Linked DNA regions of Larimichthys crocea: region 1 is linked to region 2. A link is a contact called in public Hi-C data. All regions are on one chromosome and are shown on one strand. The core of a region is the stretch at or near the end of the contact, and the rest is flanking DNA. Distances in the headings are between cores, read along the strand shown. Region 1 holds the start of gdap1 (ganglioside induced differentiation associated protein 1). Region 2 holds the start of rdh10a (retinol dehydrogenase 10a).

Region 1 (6,955 bases), core at 1,219-3,718, 150 kb after region 2:
AGGAGTGGGTGATAGTCTGGCTATAATTGGCTCCAAACACACTGATTTGCTGTGATTTCCAAACTCCTTCTTGAGCTGGCAACAGGACTCACTCTCCTCCCACTGTCATATGAGGAGCAACCGGTAGTTGCCAAATGAGTTGAAATAAGAGAGGAACCATTATGTTAAACTGCAGCAAGTTAACATTGCCGGGATGATAAGACATAGTTTTTTTAGGGGGTAAATGATGTTGCGCTTGACCACGGTGCGCAGTGCGCAATCTCAGCTTCAACTCAGATCATATCAGATGGAGATTCATGGACTGTTGTCTTTCCATTAGCCTCCCTCAGATGGACTCTGAGCATCCTCACAAACGCACAGAGTACATAACACATCATCAGTCACAGCCATTAAAGCGACACACACGCAAAACAAACACTGGACCATGGTTTCTTACCGCCATCGCCATAGGTTTCGATCCCATATCCATCCTGCAGCCCGTTGCTCCAGGTACCGTCGTATCTAGCAGGTGTGTTGTGGCTTTGCCGGACACCGTACCGACCCTTAAAACCGTGACTCCACTCTCCGCGGTACATCCACTTTCCTTTATTCTCCACGCCGAGCCCATGCCGCTTCCCCTGGGACCAGTAGCCCTTATAAGTATTCCCGCTGGGCCAGGTGTACACCCCTACTATCTCAAAGCCGTGCGACCAGGACCCGGCGTACTCGCCCTGGCCCTTGGGTCCGGTGCAGATGCCGTGTCCGTGGGCTTTGCCATCCTCCCACCCCCCGCAGTAAGTGCCACCGTCGTCGAAGTCAAACCTTCCGCCCGTCATTCAGATATAGGCTGGAAATAAAGCAGATCGTGCGCTGCTGCAGACTCAGGCGTCTCCAGGACCGAGGTTTGGGGATCCAGGACCGGTGGTGAGATGAAAGGATGAGCCAACAAGATGATGACTAAAGGTGCAAAAAATAGGAGGGTGAGGATAGAGGATGGTACTTCCAGACACTGACATGCAATACAAAAGGCATGCGTAACGCTAAGTGTAAAGGTATGAATGGTGGGCGTCATTTACCGGAGGCGCACGCCGGGTTCTCCGTTGTATGTTGCTCGTCTCCCCCCTCTCACCCACTGATCACAGAGGGAGAGAGAGGCGTCGAGTCCCTGCTGAGGAAAGACACTGGGCCAATCGCAACGTCACACCACAGGGACCTCCCACTCTCCTCTCTCTCTCCCCCCCCTCAGTGAAGCGCGTTACCCCCCAAAATAAGGTGCTTGTATATCTTTGCCAAAGCGCTCTATACATCTGACAGACACGCCTCACGTTACAGGTGTGAATGATACATAAGGAATAATGACAGTGAGTTTATTACTTATTATAGTTTGTTTATAAATCACATAATATTATTCCTATGGCTTATATTTGTGAGGTGATAATGTATACCAGGAAACTATAAATACAGCTATACCTATTTAGATTTAGAGATCAGATTTGTGCAGCATGCAGTATCACTAATACTCATATCAAGTTCATGTTGTGTTCAGTACATTATTGTTTGAATGTATTTTCTAAGCCTATAAGTTGTAGATTTTGTTATATATTCTACTATAGAATATCTTATCTTATGAAATGTCTTTGTGTCTCATAGTATTGTGTTATTACTGCTATGAGAGCTAAATAAACCGTTTTTATTTTTGCAAAATGTGTTGTAGCAAAGGCCATTTTGACTTCAAAATGACTCCATAAGAGTCAGCACATTAGTCATCAGCCTACTTTAGTCAGTGCTTCATGTCAGCCTCTCTCTAAAACCTACAGAAAATGAATTTCAAATGATTCAATTAGTGAAAGCAAGTATCAGCAGTGTGGCCACTGTTTGGATCAGGGCTGACCACAGAGCAGTTTGTGTAACTCACACATTTAATGGATAGATAACAGCGACCTCTTCTGTCCAAATGCACTCATTGTACAGCTGTGATACTAGGTAGCTCAACGCTTATTTGTTGGATAGTCTTAAATTATGAACTTTTAAACTAACTTGCAGACTTACAAACTTAATTAATAAAGCACGTTTAGACTTATGGGTAACATGGTTAGGACTACAACACCGAGCTTTTAAGTCCTGGTCATCCTTCCTTTGACTTTTTTATCCCCTGTGCTTATTCATCTTATAGGTTTGTTTTATTGTTGTAGTTTTTAAGTTTGTTCATTTGTTTTTTAATTTTTGTACAATTGTTCTTAAACTTTTCTTTTTTTAGGTTTTTGGTTTTCTTACTGGCTTTTATTTATTATAACATTTTAATAATTCAACTATTCACTGTTGTCTATCTTTATTATTTTGCCCTGTGAAGCACAGAAACGTGCTATACAAATAAATTAGGAACTATCATTATTATATTTATTTTTTAAGAGTTTGTACCTCTATGAAATGAAGAGGATAAATGTTCCACTCCGTGCCAGTAGGAGGTGTATTTTGTCTGCTGTGATATTATGTGCTGTCCTCACTTGTCCCCTAAAAAACACTAACAGATAAAATGGCGTCCGAAAACAGCTCTGTATCCCAAGATGAGAAAACAGCTCTTATAGAGACAGACTCGGAACAAGATGTGCAGCAGCAGTGTGATACAGTTGCCAAACTGTGCGAGTCAAAGTTAACGCTGTATCACTGGACGCAGTCGTTCAACTCTCAGAAGGTGAGTGTCTTTACGATTCAGCACCACGGCGCAGTGGACAGCTCCCCGTCACATGTCGAGTCAGATGTTTCTGAAATGTTGTCAGAAGATGTTCAGACATCCGAGTTATCTGTGGACACTGCCTTTATTCTGTGAAGCCCACCGACCAGACAATCTGTACTCGGTTGCAAAAATAATCTCTTGTGCAATCCAATGTGATCCAACACAACAACCCTGCCATCAAATCTGCTTTTACAAAGCTTATAATGTTTCAGTTTTTGTTTTTGACACTGTCAGAGAGATATTAATTTAACTGTTATGTTTACTGTTGAGGTTGTAGTTTGCAGTAGTGTTAAACTGGACTGCATTATATGTATGCAAAGGGGGTGGCCCAAATATTAGAAACACCTCTTGATATAATGCAGTCCAGGTTTAACACTACTGCAAACTCCAACCTAATTAGTAACCATGGTATTTAAATTAATACCTCTCAGACATTGTCAACAAAAATTATAAGCTCCATAAAAGTATAACTCACTGCAAAGGGGTTGGAGTGGATGGGACGGAAGAGGACTAAGGAAGGGGCGGGTGGACGGGACCTACTGGACAGTAGGCAGTATGTTAGGCGAGAGAATTATCGATAATATATTACTTTCGCTTCTCTAACATACAAACAGTATGTTAAAAATCTTGTAAAACACTAAATAGATGTTTTGTTCTTGTTCATATTTCTGTTAAAATTAAAATTACCTAAATATGTGGCAACATAACCAGACGTAGCCCATCTGTTTGTTTTTTTGTCATAATATGTGGTAAACATGAACTGAGAGGAACTATATCCTTAGATGGGATTAAGATTGATTTTGTTTTTTGCTACAAAATTTTTTTTGTTTTGCAGGTGCGTCTGGCCATAGCAGAGAAAGGTTTGCACTGTGAAGAATATGATGTGAGCCTACCGCTCAGTGAACACAACGAGCCCTGGTTCATGCGCCTTAATCCCACTGGTGAGGTGCCGGTCCTAGTCCACAATGACAACGTCATTTGTGATCCAACACAGATCATGGACTACTTGGAGCAAAATTTCAATGATGGTGAGACTGAAAAAAAAAGCTATGTTTAAACTATGTTTTGAAAAACATAAGATTGCATCTTATGCCCGCTATAGTTATCTACCTATCCATCCTATCCATCTTGCATGCATCCTATCAATTCAACTGTGGTCTTTGTTGAATTTAATTTTAAACTAAATGTCATTTTTTATTTGAATTTGTTGTACATTTTGTATTGTGCCTTTGTTTATTTTTCAACCATTCATCATTTTCTGTTAAATTTTCCATTTTCTGTTGGTTTGCACTGATCTTGTCCCATCCAGTCACCAAAAATCTGGTAAGCATGAACCTATTTAAGCTCATCCAAAGGTCTTAACTGCTCTCCTGTATTCTAAGCTAGCCTCGCTTGCTTGTAATGATCAAAACACTTCTCAGTTGTCTGTGGCAGAAGTCAATTTGATTCCTTTCTGTTCTATTTGGAGATAGAAAAAAAGTAGTACCTTTACATTCATACATGTGTTGCTTGCTCCGTCCTTTTCATGATTTGTTTGTCTCCAGAGGGCACTCCCAAGCTGATCCCTGAAGAGGGCAGTACATACTATCTCAGAGTGCAACACTACAGAGAGCTGCTGGACTCGCTGCAGATGGATGCCTACACCCATGGCTGCATCCTCCACCCTGAGATCACAGTGGACTCCCACATACCTGCATATGCTGCCACATGTATACGAAGTAAGACACACTTAGTGATGCACTCGAGTGTTTTTTTTTAAACAGGCACAACTACACATAATCTCCTCTATGCCAAGTACTAGATAAAACCCCTTGTTGCCAGGGGAACAGCCTTATATTTTCTAGGCATGCATTCAACAAATTGTTGGCAGCCTTCCACAAAGATCTCACTCAATCTGCTCAACCTACTCACATTTAAAGTTTTCTACTTAGTTGAACACCTTTAATTCTTGCCTGCATGCTTTATATCTATTGTTAAATGCCTGTTAATTAAAGGGAGATGTTGCATGAAAGGAAAGGTGTTTTCTGTACAATATTATGAATTTTCAGACCAAACTTTTGTTCTAATAATCACTGTATAATGTCTCTAACGTGACACTGTATTTCTGTGTGACAGCGCAGATTGGAAACACACAAACGGAGCTAAAGAAACTGGCAGAGCAGAACCCAGAGCTTAAAGATGCTTATATAGCAAAACAGCGGCGCTTGAAAGTAAGTAAAGTTAGCAGAGTGCCAAATAAACAAACCTGTAATTTATCGTTCTCTATTAAGCTGTGCTGCCCTAAAAGGCCAAAACATAGCAACATATGATACATATTTCTGGACTTTTTGGAGTCTGGTTTCCCATAATACTGAGTTACAGCTTTTTATATTGCTGTCCAGGCTGTAATAACTGGACTCGGCTTAGAGACTCTCTGGGCTCCTGAGTCCAAATGTAATACAGACACCTAGCAAAACAAAGGTTATATTTAATCCATAAAAATTATGATCTCTAAATCAAATGAAAATAAAGTTTATTTTCTTAAATTAACAGCTGAAAGAACACATTTGTCTATATATCCTAGTCGGTATGTGCGTTTTTGGGGGTATTATGAATAATAGGTATAATCAGTGTAGAAAAGTATTTATATAAAAATGTTTCTGTAGTCCAAGTTGTTTGACCATGACAACATGAAGTACCTGAAGAAGCTTCTGGATGAACTGGAGAGTGTGATGGACCAGGTCGAGACAGAGCTCCAGAGGAGGGTGGAAGAAACGCCTGGTAAGCGACCACAATAGCTTGTCACTTAGCAACCACTTTACTATTAACAGACACACAATAAAAGACACAATTACATTTTTATGACTGTAATAATGTCAACACATGTGCCAGCGTGACATCGAAGTTTTGATGGCAGCAACATTTTGAATGTCGTGTTATCTTTTTGTTACCTTACACTCTCTCTCTTTACCTTCTTGCACTCACAGAAGAAGGCAGTCAGTCCTGGCTTTGTGGTGATTTTTTCAGCATGGCTGATGTCTCTCTGGCAGTCACTTTACACCGCCTCAAGTTCCTCGGCCTCTCCCGCCGCTACTGGGGCAACGGTAACCGTGTGAACCTGGAAACATACTACGAGCGCGTGGTGGAGCGCCCGGCCTTTAGGAGAGTGCTGGGCCATGTCAACAACATCCTGATCTCCGCTGTCCTTCCTGTGGCGTTTCGTGTGGCCAGGAAGAACGCACCGGTGATTTTTGGCACCACTCTCTTAATAGGTGTTCTCGGAGGAGCTACATACCTTGCTTTTCTTTACATGAAGAAGAGGCTGACTCTCTCCAGCTGAGGGAGGCAATGTGTGTTCCAGTTGCTTTGGGACGGAATTAAGGGCTGCGAGGTACATAAACACAGAAATATGAGAAATGTCGCCTACGTCATAATTTAAATTGCGTAAAATTAAAGTAGAGAGTTTGATCATTCAGCAGGCATCAGTAATATTTAATTGAAACAAACTTTAATTGTGTTGTTTTCTCTGTTGCTGGTTGCACAAAACGCACTTTCAATCTGTATCACACGCCAAAGGATTGACTTCAACAACCATACTGGTATCTTAACATGTTTTTGCCATCACATATGCCACATCTCGTGTGATTTTGTAGCTCTGCAAATGAAGAGTCAGCTTCCAAACAGCATTGTTTGTTTTTACAATCCATACTTGCACATGAATGTACCATTCCTCTCTGACAAAACTGAATATATATATATGTTCCATGCGATTCAGCATAACTTGATACAAATGTACAAAATACAAGTAGATTTTTTTTTACAGTGCCAAAAGTTGTCATGTAAGGCATACTTCATTTATATTAGTGTAAATGGCTGCAAAAACACCAGTATGGTCAGACACCCTAAATCTCTATTAGGAGTCTAATATGTGTTGTCGTTGTAACGTCCATTTGCATGTTAGAAATGTTAAAAAGTATACTAGAAATCTTCAGCGTGCTTTCTGTGACCAAGTCTGCCAGCGTCTGCCAACCAACTCATCTTTCTAGCAGTTACCAAACTGCACGTCAACACAAAGGCTCCGTAGGAACTCACTGTTATCACACCTGCACTCATGTTTTACTGTACGACCGATGAACAATTCTTTGAAATATTCTCTATGTAACAATAGCTGATTGAATGAATGCTTCTCCAGTCACATTCACATCTTCAGGCTGTCATATGCAACATCTGTCTGAAATTAAAATGCTCCCAAACAGATCTACA
Region 2 (6,882 bases), core at 390-2,889:
AAAAATTGAAAAAAAATCAAATTAGACATGAACAGGAGACTACAAGTAACATACAAATAATATCCACGGTGTATTTATGACCGTACATTTCCAGTTTCCACGCCACAGGTGATGGTTGTACACGCGCTGGTACGGCAGAGGGAGCAAACGCTTCATTTTTGCAGACGCGTCTGCAGGGGAAGGTTTGCTTTGCTGGACAGTGTCGCTGGATTCTGGATCTCAGTGGGGGGAGAGAAGACCCCCTCTCCTTCTTCGGGTTATAAAACAAAGGCAGCGTGATGCACAACAGAGTTATGGAAATAAGCAATTTCATAACAATTCAATATGGCCACTAGTAACTTTGCAGTCAATGTTTAATTCAAAACACAGATCTGTTGATAGATGCGCGTTTAATTTGTTTCAAATGTGAGGGCCAAGTAGTATTTCTATTTTGGGCTGCTTTGAAGTTTTCTTTTCTTTTCGTTGCAACTTTTTATATACATATTTTTAGATGCAAAATTAATATTTTGCATTTAAAAAAACACACACGGACTTATAGACCTAAATAGCACAGTGACCTACAGTTTAATTAAAATTTAAAAAACAATACAATCATTCATTTAATTACCTAACTCAACTTACCCATACAAGTTATTGCTCTTTCATAATTAGTATTGCTAGTTCTGCTTTTTATATTGTTGTTAATACCTTAAATAGCTTAGAATAGAATACAATATTAACATTTTGGCATTAACACTCTAATTCTTCCACCCGTGGTTTGGACACGGGACACGCCCACCACCACACATGATAAAGGCTGCTGCAGGACGTTACACAACGTCGTCAGCCAGCGCTATAAAGGGGGGTAATGTTGGAAACCGGTGAAAAACGCATTGCACCCTACACTCACCCCCAGGTGCGCCTTTTGTCCTACACCATCAAAATCACCTTCATGTAAAACCACATGGATTAGTATGTGGTCCAGTCCTTTTTCCAGTCATCTTATCTTTCCACTTTCACAATGAAAAGCTCGTACTGAATCATTGCCAGTAAATTGCTGTGGCATGTGTCAGACTGGTGACAGCTTGAAATCAACCCCCCAAAATAGCTCAAATGACATATTTTGGATATTTGAATGAATAATAGTGGTTTCGCTTTGTATGGGCGGACATTGACCTGGATTTGTAAAAATAAAATATGGCCTGATCTCTGGCTGAAAACTGTATTTGTGTTGTAAAATCCCAATCATAATCCAAAAAAAAACTGTATTTGTGTTGTAAAATCCCAATCATAATCCAAAAAATATATTAAAAACAAGATCTTGTGATATTAATCAGTGGGATAGTTTATTTTTATTTGTCCTAAAACCATATTTTTTATATATAAGTTTGTTTTAAATGTAATAAAACTCCAAATAGAGAGAAAAAAAAATGCAGTGGTTTCCAAGGGTGTGAATGCTATTCTGTGATCTTTCTTTGTGATACTGAATTTGAGGTAGAAAGAAAAAAAAAACCCGCAACAGATGAGTGTTAGTTGAAATCTTTGAGGTTACATCACCTCTCTGAGTGTAGTGTATGGACCCGGCGCTTCATTCTGACAGGCGCTCAAGTCTCAGTCCTATTGGGTCCAGCGTTGATGGGTGGATTGAATAAATAGCGAGTGAGACGCGAGTAAGGGTGTGAGATGAGTGGAGGAGCAGCAGAGGAAGTAGGAGGCACACACACAGTTCGTAGTAGCTGCTCATAACTTACCGCAACAGTAGTGGCAACTGGACTCTGACCGAGCAGCACCTGAACTCTCTTTTTACGCACACAAGTTGCGGTAGCTGCTTGCGCTTTAGTATTTTTTTCTCACCACTTTTACGCGCGGTGTTTTTGAGCGTTTTTCTTACCCCCCTGCCTTGCAACTGTGCAACCAAGTTTGTCGGCGTGACCCTACCTATCTTTTCCCCTTCCTTTCGCTACTTGTTTTTGAATTATCCGGCCAAAGATGATGATTATCATCGCGGAGTTTTTCGTGGTTATTTTAAAAGTGCTCTGGGCATTTGTGACTGCCGGGGCTAAATGGGTTGTGCGGCCCAAGGAGAAGAGCGTGGCGGGACAGGTGTGCGTGATCACCGGGGCTGGAAGCGGCCTCGGGCGGCTCTTTGCCAAGGAGTTCGCCCGGAGACGAGCGATACTGGTGTTATGGGACATAAACAGCCAAAGCAACGAGGAAACCGCGGAGATGGTGCGGCAGATATACCATGAATTGGACACTCCCATAACCAAAGACGGTAAGTCTGCTTTATTTGCAGCAATTAAGATGTTATCTGTTTTTTACGCATGGACAATCTGTTGTTTGTAATCTGTGTTTTCTTAAGTGTTAGGTAATTATATTTCAAAGATACTAGATACAGTGTTATCGCATGCTGTGTGGAAATGTTTCACGCAAGATACGTGGACATGGTTGCAGCGTCTCACAGGCATCAGATCTTTAAACATGACTGACTTGCTTCTTCAGATGGTCTCTTAACATTAGTTTTTTTGAAATCCATGATCAACCTTGACTACTTAATTCATATGTCGGTTCCAGCTTACTCAACAAAGTTTTTCACTGATCACTTTAGTCATCTTATTTCCATCTCCCCCCCCCCCCCCCCCCCCCCCCCCTACAGGACCTGTTGGAGGGGTAGAGGAGGTCCCTCCTTTCCAGCCGCAGGTCTACACCTATGTGTGTGATGTGGGAAAGCGTGAGAGTGTGTATTCCACGGCTGAGAAGGTCCGCAGAGAGGTGGGAGAGGTAGACATACTGATCAACAACGCCGGCGTCGTCTCTGGCCATCACCTCCTGGAGTGTCCCGATGAGCTGATCGAGCGCACCATGGTGGTCAACTGTCATGCACACTTTTGGGTGAGTTGATGCACAGACAATGAAGCATGTGAAAATATGTAATTTGTGTTGTGTGTGTATATTTAGACCTATAGTATGATGGTTTGATCTCGCTGCCTCGGTTTCCATGAGCACAGTATTATCAAATGTGTTTACTGTGATGCTATGTTCACAGGAATGTTTGCAGCCTGACTTGCATGCCTATTCATAATCTTATCCGTCTGTGTGCCAAGAATCAAAGGTGTGTGTGTGTGTGTGAGTGTATGTATGTGTGTCTCTGGGACTGAAAAAAGTGTGACCATAAATAGTTCCCTGGCATGTTCAAATTTCAGCTCCACTTAGTTTAATTCTGCCAGAGGAGAGTCACGGGTTTGGCTTTGTAAATCCTGCCTTTGCTGCTCTCTGGCAGCCCCGATCAGTGATGATCCACATGGTATGTCAGCCCTTCCCTCTCCTCTCCTCTCCTCTCCATTCCTCTCCTCTCTGCAGCGCAGATCTGCACAAATCTGACTTGCGTGATTGAAGTGGGGGGGGTTCTGTACGTGGGTTGGATCTGTGTTGGATCAGCTCGCCACATTTTGTTGGCAGGCAGTGATTTGTTGTGTATCAGATTTTACTCTGGCTCCGTTCCTCCGGCCTTTTCAGTGTGAATACTTATCTGAAAGGCTACGTGGACTTGATGGAGTGAATATGTTGTACTTAAGATAAGCATAAGCTGCAGTGTGGAACAGGCCAGGTTCTATCACAGCTTTATTTCATGTGCTTGTGTGTGTTTTTGGGGGGCGTGGAAAGCAGCTGGCAATTAGAAATCCATTGAAGAGTAACCTTACTGATGAGATTTAGAGTTAAGTGTGTAGCATTTAAGCTCCTCTTCTAAATTGCCAAATAGACCACTAATGAGAATTGATTGCATACAGTTGGCCACCTGTGTGGGACAGTTGTAGTGATTGTGCACAAATTGGTTTATAGGCCTGCTGTGGAGTATTTAGCAAAGATTCAGATTGTGTCCTTTTGCCTGTTGGCATGGCTCTAAATTGACTATTTCATCTTTGATTGCATTTGCCACGATATATTGAGCAATGGGTCTAGTGAAGCGCATGATGCTCATTTTGAGATTTTTGGCTGCAGACTCTTCTTTTGACAGAGAACCGCATTCTCAGTGATACCATGAAACCACAGTGATTGTGAAGCTCCCTAATTGAGCATGAAAATCTCTTGTGTTGTCAGTCAGGCAGGTTGTGTATTTCCTCTTTTAATGGCTGCTCCATTCAACTATTCATGGGGCTCTCTGCTGGCCATCACCACTTATTTTTTTTTATTTTTATTTTTTAACATCCAGGATTTGAAGTCAGGATCCAGTGGTTGGGTGGCAGATTTGGGTTTTTTTTTTTTAATAGGGGCCTGTGTTTGTTCTCCCATATTCTGTGCAGAGCGTGGTTTCTTTAGGGGTGGGGGGGCAGATGAAAGAGGAACTTAATGAATGGCGACAGCCAGAATGGAGGATGTGGTTCATTAAAGACACAAGCTAGATGAATAGAGCTTAGACTAACAGGGACCTGTCCACTTTCCTTTCTTACACAAACACGGTACAGTTACTCATTGCATGCAGTATGGAGAATTACACAAACCTTTGATTTATTTTCCCCCCTTTTTTTTTGATCAACCGGTTTATAAAACGAATTAATTATTAATAATTGTGCTTCATGACTGAAGTAATACTAGTTTAGAGCCTTGTCATACCAAGTAGATATTAAATGAATATTTGTGTTCATGCTGACACAAAAGGAAATTACAAAAGGGGTTTGACTTTCTTGAAAACAATAAGTAAGAAATCAAAGTGTCATTTTAATTAATGTTTATTTGCTCCATCATTGTCCATGTTTTTTAGGCTACAGCAATGGACATTAACATTCTGGGATGCATTCTTCGTGAGGTGTGTTCATCTTATTCAGCCTGTCAAGCGTCACTATTTGGCAAAACTTGATTACTCAGGGCCACTCAGGGAGGTATCAGGAAAAATCCCCAATACTTGTCCACCTCCCTGCATTAATCCCAGCCAGTCACTGAAATTACAACAGTTTCTCAAGAGCAACATGACAGCAGGTTCAAAGCTTTCCCTACATCTAAAATACACCAGAGTGTAAAATAAGCACAGACAAAGACTGCCAAGTTTAGATGAAAAAAAGATGATTTTTTATTTTGTCTCATTTGTTGGACAGCGTAGTGGGAATAAGGCAGGGATGGAGACATGAACAGGAAGCGGATGGTAATCATAGTGTGTGTGTTTGTGTGTGTGTCTGCCAGACTGGCCCGGCTCAGACCCCACACTTCTTCTGTCCTCCTTCCACAGGCCCCTCTGACTCCTCCCAACCTGATTTGGAGGCAGTGGGTGCAGCTGCATGGCAGCCATGGAGGCCAGCTCTGTTCATCCGGCTCTGCCACACATACACACACTTTAGCGCGTGCACACACTCACACATGGACAAACTGCTATGATTCAGTCCCTTGCTGTCTTTCGGTTTTTATGAAGCACGGGACCATAACATTTAATTTGTTTGATGATGCTTTGATTAGTCCAGCTGGCGTTTTGTGATGTTTAGGCCTTTAGTCATGCCGGGATGGGAAATGTGCAGTCATTTCAGTAAGTGTCACCAGTTTATGTTTCAGGATTAGTGTGTGTCTAGTGGAATGACATGAAAGGAAATCATCCTCAGCATCTTGAGCTGGTTATCCAACAGGTGGTTTATGAACAATAAGCAGTTTCTCCTCCTCCTGGAAATTGTACCTCTCTCTCGTGCGACTACATGAAAGCACAGAGCGCTCGACAGTGACATGGCGGGAAAAGAGCAGAGGAAAGAAAAGAGGAAGGAAGGCACTGCCTTCCCATCCACTGGCGAGGCGAGAGGGTAATGGTAAGCTGCTGCTGACCCACTTTATCTGACAATTGGTTTCTTGTCTGTGGATCAGCTTGACAAGATGCCAGGCGACAGGAGCCAAGTTCCGCAGGCCGCATTCCTGCTGTATCCAGAGAAAGGAGGCAGCCAGGCAGAAGGGTCCTACTTGACTGGTTTTATATGGGCCCCTCCTTAGGCCTGGTGCACCTGTACCCCCTCACTGGAGTTAGCCACAACTACTCCCATGTTGGGTGTCTCCCTGAACATGTACCTGTTCGCAAGGGAGGGGATTAGGGCTGCAACTAACAACAATTTCAATCTATTAATCTGCCAATTTATATCGGGACAAATGCCCATTTATAATTATAATGTGTCTTCAAACGTTCTGGTTTAGCTGACCAACAGTCCAAAAACCCAAAGATGGTCAGTTTGCTATCATGTGACGAAGAACAGCATTCAATCCTCATTTGAGTGGCTGGAACCAAAGAATGTTTGGCACCTTTGCTTGAGATAGATCAATTCTTAAGGTAGATTAAACAGACAAAAACGACAAATGGACTGAAGTGACTATAAGTAATGACACAGGCTTTAGTTAGTTTAGTTTCTTGTGGTAAAACAGTCTAATTGCCGTGGTATGATTACCCAAGAGTGAAAAATACTAGTCTATGATGTACACACAGACACCAAGAATTTAGTTTTTGTGTCACACATTGAATCCTGGGATTCTTTGTGTTTATACTGCATTGACACTACATCCCCTCTGGCCTATTGATGCAGTTGCTTTCCAGGTAAACTAGATTCCATTAGTACAACCAGCATTGGGTTTGAGGTTTAATCAACTGTAACAGAGGCTTACTGACCAGCAAGGTCACCACAACATGACCAATCTGCATCCATCATCCCTGATGACCAGTAAACACAACCCACTCAAATTCCCAGATCTGTTGTAGGATCAGAAGAGCTCATGCGTTTTTTTTTTTTTTTTTTCTCTCTCTCTCTCCTTCATTCTCTCATCCGGGGAGAAGTCAGTCCAATTAAATGGCCATCTGGTCCTACACTAAGGCCAATATTTTGTTCATATTGCTGTTGGTCAGGCGCTTGCACTAATGCAGTCTGACACCCCAGCTGCAAGAAGCTT

The links. Hi-C and Micro-C count contacts between places; a contact is called where the count stands out from the background.
Region 1: a contact with region 2 is called in a Hi-C map of muscle, with 2.1 times the contacts expected there. The contact joins the promoter of gdap1 here to the promoter of rdh10a in region 2. A contact is called at or near these places in 2 of 7 Hi-C or Micro-C datasets (both in muscle).

The regions. Positions count from the first base shown.
Region 1 is chrXXIII:11,754,677-11,761,631 of L_crocea_2.0, forward strand. gdap1 (ganglioside induced differentiation associated protein 1) reads left to right here and starts at 2,469. Exons shown (of 6, transcript XM_010733760.3): 1 at 2,469-2,671; 2 at 3,549-3,741; 3 at 4,258-4,431; 4 at 4,829-4,923; 5 at 5,359-5,473; 6 at 5,680-6,955. The coding sequence starts at 2,513. The coding sequence ends at 6,032. It overlaps jph1a (junctophilin 1a), which reads right to left and starts at 1,235. Exons shown (of 7, transcript XM_019260777.2): 1 at 1,056-1,235; 2 at 437-936. The coding sequence starts at 815.
Region 2 is chrXXIII:11,604,383-11,611,264 of L_crocea_2.0, forward strand. rdh10a (retinol dehydrogenase 10a) reads left to right here and starts at 1,640. Exons shown (of 6, transcript XM_027274310.1): 1 at 1,640-2,254; 2 at 2,636-2,871. The coding sequence starts at 1,969.